2 separate regions of the Zea mays genome follow, and region 1 is linked to region 2. Evidence: chromatin contacts called from public Hi-C data. All regions are on one chromosome and are shown on one strand. The core of a region is the stretch at or near the end of the contact, and the rest is flanking DNA. Distances in the headings are between cores, read along the strand shown. Region 1 holds the start of LOC100281176 (VHS and GAT domain protein). Region 2 holds the start of LOC100283316 (gamma-secretase subunit APH-1B).

Evidence for each region. Hi-C and Micro-C count contacts between places; a contact is called where the count stands out from the background.
Region 1: a contact with region 2 is called in a Hi-C map of leaf, with 5 times the contacts expected there. The contact joins the promoter of LOC100281176 here to the promoter of LOC100283316 in region 2. A contact is called at or near these places in 2 of 25 Hi-C or Micro-C datasets (ear and leaf).

Annotation. Positions count from the first base shown.
Region 1 is chr5:138,567,582-138,574,907 of Zm-B73-REFERENCE-NAM-5.0, reverse strand. It overlaps LOC100281176 (VHS and GAT domain protein), which reads right to left and starts at 2,745. Exons shown (of 10, transcript NM_001154095.2): 1 at 2,362-2,745; 2 at 309-387. The coding sequence starts at 2,462.
Region 2 is chr5:138,304,077-138,311,750 of Zm-B73-REFERENCE-NAM-5.0, reverse strand. LOC100283316 (gamma-secretase subunit APH-1B) reads right to left here and starts at 6,348. Exons shown (of 6, transcript NM_001364474.1): 1 at 6,150-6,348; 2 at 3,624-3,779; 3 at 3,455-3,540; 4 at 2,689-2,814; 5 at 2,382-2,509; 6 at 1,155-1,513. The coding sequence starts at 6,262. The coding sequence ends at 1,370.

The DNA.
Region 1 (7,326 bases), core at 1,496-3,995, 270 kb before region 2:
TATTTTGGCTACAACAGTGCTTTCCCCCCTTTAAAGTCCACAAATGACCGTACAAATCTTCACCTTTTCTCCTTTATCATATAAACAGTGCAGTAGGGGATTCATTCCTCTCCTGTTTTAGCTAATACAGTTATGTTATTTTACAACTTAACTGTATGCAGGGGGAAATTTATTTTTCAAGGAGCATGATAACATGAAGGGTCCAGCACATTAACAAGGACCCATCAATGAATCCATAAAGTTTCTACCAACAAATAGTCTATGAATTGAAGCCAGGTAGCAGCAAGGGATTTGAAAATCACATTTACCGTGAGAGCAAGAAGTTGGACTTTTGGGTTCTTGTGTGCAATGCGTTTCTTGAGGGACTTTACCACATCTTTTGCTTGTCTAAGAATATGACAATAGAAAAATGTTTACTACAAGGTGATCATGGCACATCAATACAGGAATGCAGAACGACCAGAATTACAACAATGCAGTTCAAGTTTCATGAAAAACTGGGTCAATTCTTTTTCTTTTAATAATGCATGCAACAATGTTCTTGCCACCCTTTCTAGAACAAAGATCTAGTTTCATGGAAGGTTGCTGTTTTCATATATTTTAATATAATTAGAGCAAGTTCCAAGAGCAATTAGATATTCTCTTTATACTTCAAATGGAAAGTAATTTTTTAATTAACAGAGATTCCATCACAAGTCGTGGCACAAAAGTGAAAAGAATAGTTCACAAGATGGAAAATTGAAAGCAGACATTAAGTGACAGCAGAAAGAAACCCAGAAAATTATGAAGCAGTCCTGAAATTGAAAACTATGAGCAGAGCTCCTTCCCCTCTTTCTTTAAATTCTCAACTCTTACTAGCATGAAAGATACATGATCTTGAAATTAACAATTCTTATTTAGCCAACATAAAAATGACGAATCCCAGTCCTAAGAGTCAAAGGCAAGGAAAAAAACCAAACGAAATATCCACAAATATGTCACGTCTGCAAATTTTACCGGAGATGAATAAAGCATATGCATATTACAGTTTATGGTTGTGGCAACGAACCAAACACTAAACGAAATTCATAAAGAACTAGCCCCAATACAAAAACCATGACCAAGTTCACCATGTGTGTCCTGCAACAGAACTCATGGTAGTAAGAGCATCTTCTCGTCGCCAGTCGGCGCTGCTCCTTCTCGTTGCCGTGCTGGTGCTCTTCGCGTCCACCGCCATGGTGCAGCAGCAGAGAATTGCTCGTCCGCCATGTTCTCCGCCAGGGCGATTGTTCCAGCGGTGCACTAACCTCCCCGTGCGCGGCGCCAGCCTGTACTGGACGAACCACGCGGCGAACGCGTTCCGGGCGCCGCAGGCCACCAGCGGCTGGGTCGCGGGGGGCGTCAACACCGAGCTCGCCAGCACAATGGCCGGCAGGAGCCTGTTCATCGCCTCGCACTCCCAGGGCGGCAACAGCGCGGTGCCCGTCCTGATGACCTACCTGGAGAGCACGGCGACAACACCCTCAGGGTCGCCGTGCCCACTGGGCCGGCCGCGGAGTACTCGGGCGGCGCGTACACCATCTACGCGACGGTGGCGCTGCCGGGGAACAGCACGGTGCAGAACACTGTGTGGCATCCGGGCCGCTCTGTGGCGGGGAAATCGCGACGCGCAGCTCGGGGCACGGCCGCGCAGATCCTGCGGAAAATCTCGCGGCAGGGGGGGGGGGGGGGGGGGGGGGTGGGGGGGTATACACACGACCGCGAGTCCACGGATTTTTTTTTCCCCACGCGTGGGATGGAATTGAGAGTTGTTGGAGATGTATTTTGTCAATCTTACAAAAAAATCATATGAATGATTAGGAGAAGGAACAATTGGATCTATACCATTAAAAGATCCAAACTTTAGATATATACCATGGACCCCACATGTCATTGACTCATGTGGACCTATATGTAAGTGAGATAGTAATGGTATGGATCCAAAGTGGTGATCTTTTAATGGTATGGATCCAAATTTCCCTTAGGAGAATGTTTTGGGAACTGTCGGAGACGCTCTAGGCCAGAATTTGTTTTTAATCGCAGAACACACTTCGACATCTAAATTTTATAACTGGTGGAATAATTCAGGACCCAACACTCCCAAGCCAGTTTTTCCCTTCAAAGAACAAGATGAACTGACGAAGTGACGACATATACTAATAACCAGAAACCACAAAATGAACATCCCAAGGTAGTTTCCCCCCACCATTTGATAGAAACGGAGGCTGCTTTCAATAAAATTTAGAAAACCCCATCATTCAGCAATAGAACAGTAATACCAGCACTGGAAACACGCAGATGAAACGGGGAGAAAAAGAAGCAAAGTTGTGCGTGCGTCCTCACCCGGGTTCGCGGTTGAGGATGTCACAGATCTCCAAGTTCATCGCCCAGTCCGGGCCGATGAGCATATCGCTGGTTGCCCGCTCCACCATCGCCGACGACATCTCCGCTCCGTCCAAACACCACCACCACACAACGCCTTACTGAAGAGATCGCCCGCGCGCCCAACTAAACCCCTCGTTTCTCCCTTGTCCTTGGTCTTCTTGACCGGCCGGCCAACAAGTGGATATGGTGGTTTTTGTGGTGGATTCGGTGGCGGAGAGAGCGAAGGTCGTCGTGTCGAGCCGTTCGAGGCGGCGGTCTTTCGGCGAGCACGATAGGACTTGACGATTTCTGAATTGTGTTGTGACGACGCTGCTTGTCTTTTCTGATCGCCCCTGTCTGTTCGGGTTGGTTTTCCTCCGCCTCTGTCTTTTTCTTGTTTCTTTTTTTAGTTTTTCTTTGAACTGCCACGGGGAGGCACTTGAGTTGAGTCCGGACCAATGATGTACTCGGCTAACTCGCCATTATATAATTCTGCTGGATTATTGGAATTCGAGCGGATTGTGTCCGCCAACCCGAAGCCGGCATTGATTTTTAGTATTCCGATGCTAGTTAGAGTATTAAAATATCATCTAATTATAAAACTAATTAGACACATAAGAACTAAACAGTAAAACGAATCTATTAAACATAATTAGTCTATGATTCATCCATGTGATACTACGGTAGAAGTTTGCTAATTATAGATTAATCAGACTTAATAAATTTGTCTCGTTGTATAGTCTTCACTCACATAGTTGACTTTCAAAAATCCGACATCGAGAATAACTTCTTCGATGATAGGGTCTAAATGACAAATAATGCTTGATAAATTGAAACATCATGAATTTTAAATTGATCGAGTTGAGACAATGGCCACTTACCTTTTGGCATCTTAGGGGCTAAGGTAGAGCTTTGGCGGATGAAGGACTCGACCAACGCATTGGAAGGCTTGATCAATACCGTGAGATCCTCAACCATTGGTTCACCAGGTACCGTAACCGAAACAAAGTACTGGATGATGTGCACTCCGGAACATTGGTTGGCTCGGCTCTTGATGGCTAGTCTCTAGTATGGGTGAAAACGGCCGGTAATGGTCGAAAAAAAACCTCTCACCTTTTCAGTCGCATAATTTTTTGTTCAGTCGAAATCGGTAAACGGGAAAGTCAGAAACGGATAACGGTCGGTAAATTCCGGTATATCAAAAACGGATAAATCCGAGCAAAATAGCTCGGAATTGATCGGGAAACGGTAACTGTAATCGGAAAGCTCAATAAACAAATCCTAACCACACAATTGTTCATTCACATCCACATACAAGTCTCATTCACAAAAGTACACAAAACACAATCTTGTCTACATATAATTGGTCATACACTCTTAAATTTTAACACAAAATACATAAGTCTTAAAACACGATTGTTCATTCACATCCACATACAAGTCTCAACCACACAAATACACAATACATAGTCATGACCACACATAAATGATCATACATGTTCACTAAAGTTTTAACCACATAGTATATAAGTCTTAAACACACGATACATAAACTAGAAATCATGTGGCATGTCGTCTGGATCACTTGATATATCTTCTATGACATCTGAAACCCTACACCCTAAGCCCTAACGGGTATAGTTCCTGTCTCCTTGGTTGTTTTGTGGACCGAGAAAATACGGTAAGAAATACAGGAAAATACCGAATTTTCCCGAGAAATCTGAAAACATACGGTAAATATGTCTCACCGTTTATCGTACCATTTTCGTAATAACATATCCCGTTTCCGTCCCGTTTTCCGTATATCCCGAAAAATCTGAAAACGACCGGAAAAATCCGGTAAACGGTACTGTAAATTTACCGAATTTTACCGACCATTTACATCCTTAGTCTCTAGGGGCTCGAGAGCCCTAGTAAGAGGCACCGGTTCGACTGGGGCACTTTGAGAAGATTGCGTCACCGGATGCGGGGGACCAATCGAATCATCCGACAGATCCGTTCATAATCTAATGCATTAACATTCAAAACATGTTCATTCATATACCTTCAATTAAAATGGTAACTACGAAGTTGTCGTACCTTGCACATCTCTCGATTCTCTTCTTCACAGGAGTTGAAGATCCTCCCTAGGACAAGTCATTCTTGCTAACTGATGGTGTTGCCAATCGAGTTGGGGGCTTGGCGGTGATGTTTTCATCAGCCTCTAAACTCTTCTCTGCGCAGCACAGAGGTGTCTAGACCCTCACATGCCTAGATCGGCAAGGGCTTCAAGGAGGAGAGTTTTGGTCACCTGTTATGATTCTTGTAAGAAACCAAAACATGGCAACACAATTAAATTGGTGAAGCCTTCTCCCCGTATCCTCCCATGAAGGGAGGAAGATTTAAGGGGAGAAGGTTGAATAAGGCATTGAAGTCACATGAAGCAAAGTATATAGAGAAACAAGTTATGAAGCATATTCTTCACCCTTATTATTTTTCTCCTAATTACAAATGATGACAGCAATACATTCGAGATATATAAGCATTATTCCAAGCTTCAGTTGCTAAGCGTTCTAGACACGGACGAAAGAGTGAACAACAAAGGCCCCCTCTCATGGACATTGTGCTCCTTTATAGGGACAGGGCGATGTACAACTTCTAAAAAATTACATTTGTATCATTAAGCTCTATACACGTGATCTACAGAATTTAATGGGGGGATTGTTGTATTTTCCTCCATAAAACATGTTGTGCAATTATCCTCAACCCCCTTTGCTTTCGTGATGCCAAGGGCAACATTCGGTTCTTCTAGAGCACTTCGTCCAAGCCTTGATGATGAAGTTATTACCTCCTTCTTGATGATGAAGCTATTACTTCTTTCTTTAGGTCACGAAGGTCTCCTAGATAAAGCTTACATTATTAACCCTAAAACAAACTTGGAAACAACTAAAACTCATCAGTTTGAGGACCTTCGGCAAAGGCACGTGCGGCGACTCGACTAGATTTATAAGAGATCAAGTATGAAAACCATCTGTCCGCCAGTGATTTCCCCACACTTGAACCCATATAAACCCAGGTGTCTAATGAAATCGCGAAGGATCTCAAACTTTACCTTCACAACCAAGATCGTAATGAACCGACATTCGCTGCATCATGTGTTACAACATTCCACAGAATTTAAAATAAGTCAGAGTGCATAGTGTTATTACAACTTAGATGGCACACATGCCCAAATAACTCAAAGTAGCAATCACAGAGGTGATTAGTTTTAGCGGAAGCATTTATTCAACTAGCACCCACAACACGTGTGGGGTTTTCGAAATACTGTGCCAACATTTTGGTTATGTCAACCCACCAAAACCATGAGAGGAGAGTGGAGAAGCCTTGCCCTTGGCCTAGTTATCTCTTGTAGCCGGGTATAAACAATGCTCGCAATACCCGCAGAACATCTGGCCATCTGCAACAATCATTGGGAATAGCACCCTGAGTACTGGAATGTACTTCACTAGACTGGCCCATCCAAAACCAGAAAATAAGAAAGTAAAAGACACAAGGATTATGCAAAGCTATATCTGGAGTTGGCTCTTTCCTTTATGAGTAACGGGAGGTAATGAAGTTATTAACAACTTAAAGGGTTATTGTTGGGGGCCTTACTCTTTCGAAGGTCCTAAAAAATATGACTAACAATGTACTTTCAGTATAATGATGATTATCACAGGGAGCTTCGGGTCATGAAGGGAGTGTTCTCCTTCACCAAGGACTTCAAGACAAAGGCATAGCCCCAAAGCGACGACAATGAACGACCGAAGTTATAGCCAAAGGGAAACAACTTCGGCTTAAAGCAATGTCGAAGATCAAACATGGAACCTAGCTGAAGAGGAAAAGACTAGTTAGTCCCTAATGATTTATGTTACAGTAATGAGTAAATGTTAAGGTTATAAATGTACTTTTCCCGGGCTGCGTCTCGTGCCTATAAATAGGTGAACAGTACCACCATACTGTTCACGCTGAATTGTAATCGCTCTCGCATCAGCACCTTCGAACAAGCCGAAGGTATTAATGTGATGTATATTCCGTTAATGTTCATGCGTAGATTACATTCTATTAATATCCATGCGTATACCATCAAATACATATGTGATTGAACTGAAGGGCTATATACTATCTCTATGTACTCTTATCGTTATAAATGATGAAGGCATGTCCTTCATGACCTTCGTCTGAAGATCATTATATCCAAGAGGAGATAATGCTTCGGAGGATGAAGGTCTTTGACCTTTAACGATTGTGTTGCCTTGTTCTTGATTCACAGCATTTGAGAACAAGTGAACAACATTGGCGCCCACCTCCGATGAACTCGAACGACCACCTTCGGCAAACATTCACCTTCGTCATGCCGCCGAAGAAGGCAATAGCACTAGGGGCTGCCCTGTAACACCTCGGGATCCCCAAACACACTGAGATGCTACTGGACTTCACTACCAACAACCGAACACTAAGCAAAATAAAATTTGGCAGCATCTCCTTTGTAATTATAAGCATCGCAGAAGCAAAAGAGATATATCAATACAAAATGAATCATACTAGTATGATATAATTCTCATCAAGGACAATTAACCACGAATGAACCAGCTTATGCCTATATCATACTCTAAAGTATGAACCTCAAAAGTCAATAACCCAAGCTAATTATTTGGTTCTTTAAGCAATGTGTGCAACGTGCCGCTACTTCTCACTCCCCTTGATAAGCATCAAGCACCTGCATTGAGTAATGCAAGACTGAGATGAAACATCTCAGCAAGCAAAATGTTTTGACGGGATATTTAAACCACAAGATAAATTAATCAACATTTTACAGGAATCACAATTAAGATCAGAAATACTTGTAGATGTAGAACTCAATAGTCCCAATATAACCAATACCATCTCATTTCCTCGAACAACCACAATAGTTTGTATAACACT
Region 2 (7,674 bases), core at 5,099-7,598:
GGACTTGGACTTTTTGGTTCTTAATTAACTGCACCACAACTTGCCTAAGGTTAATGAACAAATTAAAGAATTAACTTTAGACAAAAAAAAGTAGGTAAACTACAACAAGTCAGACAGCAAACTAAACATGCTCGAATAATCTGTCCATGGAAATTCGTATCAGCATCCTATCTCCACTGTACTGTTGCCATTCGCATTGCAGTCGTCCTCACACCTCTGACTTGCGCACGTCCTGGTAACTTGCTTCAAGCCTTCAACTTTGTGTAGCTTCCTAGCTAGGGTTAACCTGAACCATCCAAAATCAAGCAAGCAAATGAATTGTGTCGGTGTTCAAAAACAAAATACACAACTATGGGTATGTGTCAAGCTTGAGTTTACTGGGGAAATACAACAACGAAGGAGAAATTTGGAATTATGGCATTATAAGAAGTGAGTTTCGCCACTTTGCCATCGAACGAGCGGGCTTAGTTTGTGTGTCATTATCAAATCTGATCCAAACGCTATAATGTCATTTAGATGTTTAATAAATAGAAAATGAATCGATTTAGGGCCTCCAATCAGGCCACGGAGGCACTCCAGGGCGCCGCCGTCGACCCGCGCCCGTTCTGTCTGTATAATGTGCATTAACAGCTAGGATACGGCATCAGGAGATCGGTTAGAGAAAGTTGATCTTTTTCTGTTTTATTAAACACCGAAATGGTATATTATAACATTTGGGTCAGGTTTCATAATGATATTTTATTAAACAACATTATAGCATTTGGGTCAATTTTCATAATGGCACACTGACGAAGCCTGCTCGCTCCATGACGAAACCTAGTTCTCGTAGTGACATAATTCCAAATTTCTCAACAACGAAGAAAACGATATTTAGGTGTATAGTCCTAAAATATTAGTCATTTTAGCTCTTGATTTTATATTTATGTTAAAATGGATTATAATAAATCTAGACACATAAAACAAATATATTAATTATTATATGAATCAACTAAAAAGATAAAACAAATATTATCTTGAGGCGAAGGGAGTATAATAAATAGAACAACCTAAAATAAAAAAAAAAACTAACAATTTATATTATATTTTAGAATAAAGAGAGAACTTATTAGCTTGCTGGTTGAATAGTTTAAAATTGGCTATAACCAGACCAAAAGTTGGACCTTTTAACAATCATGGTTATATAGATAGATAGATATAAAAGTGCTCCAGGAAAGGGAGGACATACTGCATATGCAAAACATCGAGTCAAACTATAATAACCCCTCGTCTAACTACACGACACGACTCAGAACCTGATTTTTACTGTCATAGTACATCAGAAGATTCAGTCAAACATACATGGGAAAATTACATGATGGCAAGCCTACAACTAGCTGCTGTTATGCTGCTGATGCCGGTGCTCAGTTAATCTCCGGCATGCCACTCGCCAGCAGTGCTGCAAGGTCAGCGCAGCCATGACCAACAACAGCGGGGTACCAATGAGACAGCCTCCTGGGGCGAGGTTAACAAGTGTCTGAAATGAATACATAGTGCAGTAAGGTCAGGCGCAAATTCAGCAATGTACTGTTCAAATCATACTGACTAAAAGCAACAAGATTGCAACCACAACTCAGCGCTGAAGTATATGAAACGCATTATGCTACAGTACCATAAACAACTAGTCGGATGCCTGTGTATTGCTACAATTTCTATATATCACATGAGTAGACTTTGTTTTAATAAAACACAAAAATAGGTGTGTTATGTTGGTTAGGTGGATTTGAATGGGAAGCCAACAACTAAGATTCGAACTCAACTTATGCTGTTATGCATGATTTTACCTTATTTTTGCATTTTTGCCTAAAGCAGAAAGGAGAAGGGTGACGCACGACGACTGTGGAACTGTGGAGAGTGGTGCTTTATATAGTAGAGAAATATGAAAATGTGTTGACCATGACACTGAATATAGAGCCGTCTGTCTTAAACCCACAATGAAACATTGAATTGGTCAAATAACTATACTACCATCCCAGATAAAGAAGAGTTGCGATGTGTGGCATTGCCTACAGTTGTTCCATGATTGACATTACATTGCAGTTGCAGCAATCATATCTTATTTGCATTCAGCTTTCATTAATAAAAAAGGCTCATGTTGATTACAAATGGGCACAACTTTGTAGATGCAAATTAAAGGAGTAAACTAGAAGCAAGCAATATAAGTGATGATTTAGCATAAGAATACAACAAGGTCATAGTGGTGTGTGGTATCTTGGTCAGTGTTTTCTATGTTTAGATTAGAAGAAAACAAAATAGAGAAACTCGTGAAAATTGAAACAAAATCAGCTCAAGCATCAAGTTCATTATGTTTCAACCCAACACAAACAATAAGGCATGGTTCTTACCATCGCAGCAGCAGCCAAATGAATTACTGGAACAAAGACTTGATCACTTTTCTTTCCCTCGTCATATGCATTAAAAGCAATAATCATTGAGAATGTATGGATGACCAAGAATCCAAGTGCAATAAGGGCTGAAATAGCATACAGGGATAAGGGTTATCGTGACAAACAAATTCAGAACACCAAACTGCATCAAATAGAACTAGGAAGAAACGTGTATTTACAAATCGTTGTTCCAGTTAGAATTAATGCCTATTCCCTTCCAAGGTAATGAGACATATCAGGGAATAATGTGGGAAAATACACTTGCCTGACGTAAGGAAAAATGGCAGCTTTGAGCACCTTTCAGTATAAAATGTGGCTCGACCAAACGCTGGAGTCAAAAGACTGAGACAGAAAAAGACTGCATGAGCCACTCCATGGCCTAAACCACCAGCTGCACAAACATTTTCAAACACATATGAGCAAATGTAGCAGTTATAGTTGTGACATTCTAAAGTAATATTGAAGAGTAATTGTTCCTACCAAGCAATAAGTAAAATCATAAACTCAGTACAGAAGCACATCATCAGATTTAAAGTATTTATTTGAGTTAGCAAACCATGTTTATGTTTGGGAGACTTCCTAGTTTCAAATCAACAATGCACAATTTGAGAAACTGTGTCTGTTTTGTTATGAACACAAATTTTATATGGCAACGCATTTATTAGCGCATTTAATAGTCCTTGTTGGAATCAGTCCCCAGAAAATTAGGAAAAAGTCCTAGTAGATAACAAATAACATGACAAGCAATTCTTTCCATGAAAAAAATTGCTATGTGTATCCCTTCTATAAAATTGGGGCACAATTTGGCACATATACAAGTGCAATATGTATACATTCATTTAAATTCAGAATCTGGATTAAACACAATGCAGCACTTGAGAGATAATAATTTATAATTGCCAAGAAAAAAACCATTTTGTCTTGAACCAGAACTACAAAAGACATTTTCATCTTGTATTAAAATATGAAAACTTAGAAAACAAAAACAAGAAAAGATATTTTCATATTGTATCAAAATAACAAAAACTTACCTAAAGAAATCAGCATCTTGTCAGTCAATCTAAGACGTGGCTTAGATATTCTATCAGCAAAAGCATCTAGCATCTCTTCCATTTTCCTGGAAAATTTGTTATCAGATCCCATATATTCAATTACCACAGCAGATAAGAAAATGTCAGCTTCTGTTTATGGTTTACCTACTTGTAAAGCATCCAAAACACAAGACGAGTGCCTTCTTGCAATGCGACAGATGTAAGGATCAGAATCACATATGCCCACCAAGCTCCTGACTTTATAGGAAGAAATCCTCTCCATATTCCCGAGAGGACTATCAAACTTATAAGCCAAAATAAGGTGCTGCACAAAAAGATAAAAGCCAAGGTTAACATTTAAATATGATAATATATCCTTCCATTTTGAAATTCATAGGAGAACGTTAGAAGATACTTCAGTGTTTAAGGCACTAAAGAACATAGGGCAGTGATGCTGGGTACCGGGAACTCACTGTACTACCATCAAGGTCTGAAGCCAACATGGATAGAGAGAATAATGGTTTCTAGTTTCCATTTGCAGGTCTGTAAACTGTTCACTCTAACATGGATTAAGTTGACTTATATGTTCTTTCAAACTAATCCATTCTTTTTTGTCCTGCGAACAAAATAACTAAGCAGATTCATTTGGAAGTTTGAACCTCTGTTGATTGAGACCAAACTTAACTGGCAAGACTATAAAAGTTTCCAAACCAACCCTGACTGCGTGTACCACTCCCTTGATAAGGGTCATCACAGGAGAACAGCATAGCACTCAAAATTACCAAATGTAAAGATTCAAGCATTAAAAATGAATGGAGAAAAGTTACATCAGTTATTTATGACTAGTGAGTACTGATTAATAAGGTAGTGTTTGGTTCTGGAGCGGGACATCAAGGCTGGAGTCGTCCCCAGAGAAAAATATTCCTCTAGATTCAGGGATACATCCATCCCCAAAAACTGAGGTATGCAGCCATCCCACCCACCCCCCCCCCCCCCCAGACAGTGTTTTATTTGTGTTTGGCATCAGAGGAGAATGGAGAGAGCACAGCGAGCTCGGCTCCGACGCAGGCGGACAGCGGACGCAGCGCAGATGGCAAGGGCAAGGCGCGGGTGAGCTCAGTCCGGGAAGACATGGCCCCGGCAAGGGTGGGCAAGCTCGACACCAGCATCACGAGCGAGCTCAGCCCCAGCGGCGGCGCAGGTGGCCATGGCGGTGGCGTGGGCAGCCCTGACGGCAGCGCTAGCGGCCCCAACGGTTACACAGGCAGCCCCAATGAGGGAAGCCACATGGCGCGGGCGGAGCCTAGTGTGAGCTCGGCCATGGTGCATTTGAACTGCATTGAAGGAAGAAGCAGCAGCAGAGAGAGGATGGCAGATGAACGCCACCTAACAGATGTCTAACCGTGTACAGACATGATGTTATCCCCTTCATTCCATCCCTCCAACCAAACACAGAGAAAGGACGCCCCCGACCTCCCAACCAAACACCGAGATAGAATCATCCTATCCCAAAAAAATAGAGTGGATCCATTTCATCCCTCTCATCCCAAAACCAAACACACCCCAAAGTATGACAGCTTAAGCCTTATAATTCGAGAAGTTTCTCCTACCCCAGGTTATATGTTCCGTATAATAGATGCATCCACTAAATTCAATTGCAAATATCTCTGGAGTAATTTCTAACAGTGCATTCTATTGGAGAACACAAAGATTCAGTACTTGCAGAGGCCAGAGGTGTAATGTCAGGATACTACTCATAGTCATAGTTATATGAGATAGCAATGTATCAGAAAAATGCTCTGAAACAGGTTTGTTGCACGAAGTCACACAAACACATGCATCTTTCAGTCAGGTTCTGAACTTTTTTTTCTGTAGCTCATATCCTTCTTGTTGACTTCCAACGAAATAATTGATGACACCAGTTCTTTCTCAGTCTTTGATCTTAGGTATTTGAAATGCCAATTTACATTTTCATGACGAATCACCAATTGTCTTGCATCTTTCTAGCAATGAATTGTCAGTTGGAAAGGAAGAGGGGGGAGGGGTGTCAAGAAATATTTAGCATGATTGCACCAATACATCTGATTGCACATGATATGCCCCTTATACATTAAACAGCATTCAATGCTTATGTTGATACTCATAAAAATAAATGTACAAATCAAAAATAAAGAAAAGAGCCATTGTGGGACTGAATTAAAAGTCAACTTCAATACATTGGTGCACAGCTACATAGAGTAAGTTGCCAAGACAATAGACATAGAGTAAATTGTCAGCAAGCTTCGGTTTACCAACTACCTAAGGAGAGTATCAGTAGCATATCAGTGCAAGTTCTACAGGTCTGAGTCTCTGAGATCCACACATTCATTCTAAACCAGATTACAGATTTTGCAAACAGATGAGATAAATTGACAACTCAAAAACTACACAGAACAAGCCAATACGCCATGTGAACTGAATCCAACTAGCAGCATCCGTATCGATCCGGAAGAAACTACTGAACCCTAGCACAACTGCGAGTAAACCAATAATCCGCGTTTGCCTCACGAAACCACACCCTGGAACGCCTCAAACAAACGCCACCTGCCTCTTACGCCAATCGATTAACTGAATGTTCGCTTTTATTAGAGGGCAACGGACGATCTGATCAAAACGTGGCTAAAGAAGCACGAAACGGGCGACGCAAGGGGTAGACCTAGAGAGGAGGGTGAGGACGAGGAAGGGCTTCCTGACGACGACGCCGGAGAAGAGGGAGAAGGCGGGGCCCAGCGCGATCAGGGCGTAACCCAGCCCCGCCGCCAACGTCATCTCCTCTTGTCGACCCGGCCTCCGGCCCTCCGCACGCCGCCAGCAGGAGGGAAGACTAGGGGCTTGTTTGGTTCACTGCCTAACTTGCCACACTTTGTCTAACTTTTCTGCCTAAGGTTAGTTCTTCAATTCGAACGCCTAACCTTAGGCAAAGTGTGGCGCAGTTAGCCACGAACCAAACAGGCCCTAGTTTCGGGCTTTCGGCAACAGGGAACGGCTCTCTTTCGGCATTTCAAAGGGCCTGTTTGGCAATACCATGGTTGAGATATTTGGATACAACATTATAAATTATAGTATTAAGTAAAAGCTAGCCAAGGCTAATTTAGATTGCATTAGAGTTTTCAGTACTTCAAAAATATTATGATATTTAGAATACTGTGATTTTAAAAATATACATTTCAGGAACACAATTAACACCTTATGACATAAAATACGAACTATGATATTACATAGAAACCGTAAAATACTTCACTCCTAAATAGGGCCTCATTCTTGATAGTCTTTCAAAATTTCGTTTCTAAATTATTATTTAAAAAGTCATTTATATAAAAAACAATTTCATATATTTTTAATCTTCAACAATTTTTCTATGTTTGCACTCTAGAGGGTCACTTACATTTTTATCTTTGACTAGCGAGCATATCTATTAAGGCATCGCTAAAGCGTCGCTTTTGTAGTAAGGCGAGGGTACAGGGCAAGGCGCCGTGGTCGCTTTACTTGTCGACATAAGGCGTCCATCTTTGACTAGAGCATCGTCTTTGGGGCGCAAGGTGTCGATAAGGCGCTAGATAGTAGACGCCTTGGCCTAGATTGGGTTGGAGAGGGTACAGATGGAGCGCGGACTAGGTGGCGACGCTGACCCACCTCTCTCTTCTGTTGTGGCGTGGTCACGTGGCTCTTCTACTGCGCTCGCCAGCCCTCTCTCCGCGGTGGTGTCAGTGCGTGTCCTCCTAGGCAGCTGGAGTAGGACAACGTGATGAGGATGTCGCTGCCATTTATACAACCACAACGACAACCCTTCATAAGTTATGACTAAGCAATGACTTGTGCTAGTGCACGTGAACTTAGTTATCAGGTGAACTCGTTCCTTGCTGTTGAAACTAATTATCTTCTAAATGAGGTACTAAATACTTGTTATCACTATATTATTCTTATGTTTTTGGGAGGTGAACCATCTTGGAGTGGAGAAGTCAAAAGACAATAAAAGCTGTTGCAACCGAGAGGATTTCGTAAATGAAATAATTGCATGTTTAAGAGGGCATATCTTTCAGCTCTCAAGGTTGTTTAATGCAAGAAAGCACTTGTTGGAAAGATCGGATCAAGAATCAATGAGAGATAACACCCGAGACGTCCAGGAACAGTTGAGACAACTTCGTGACTCCACCAGTCCGAGGGGATTTCGTAACTGCAAT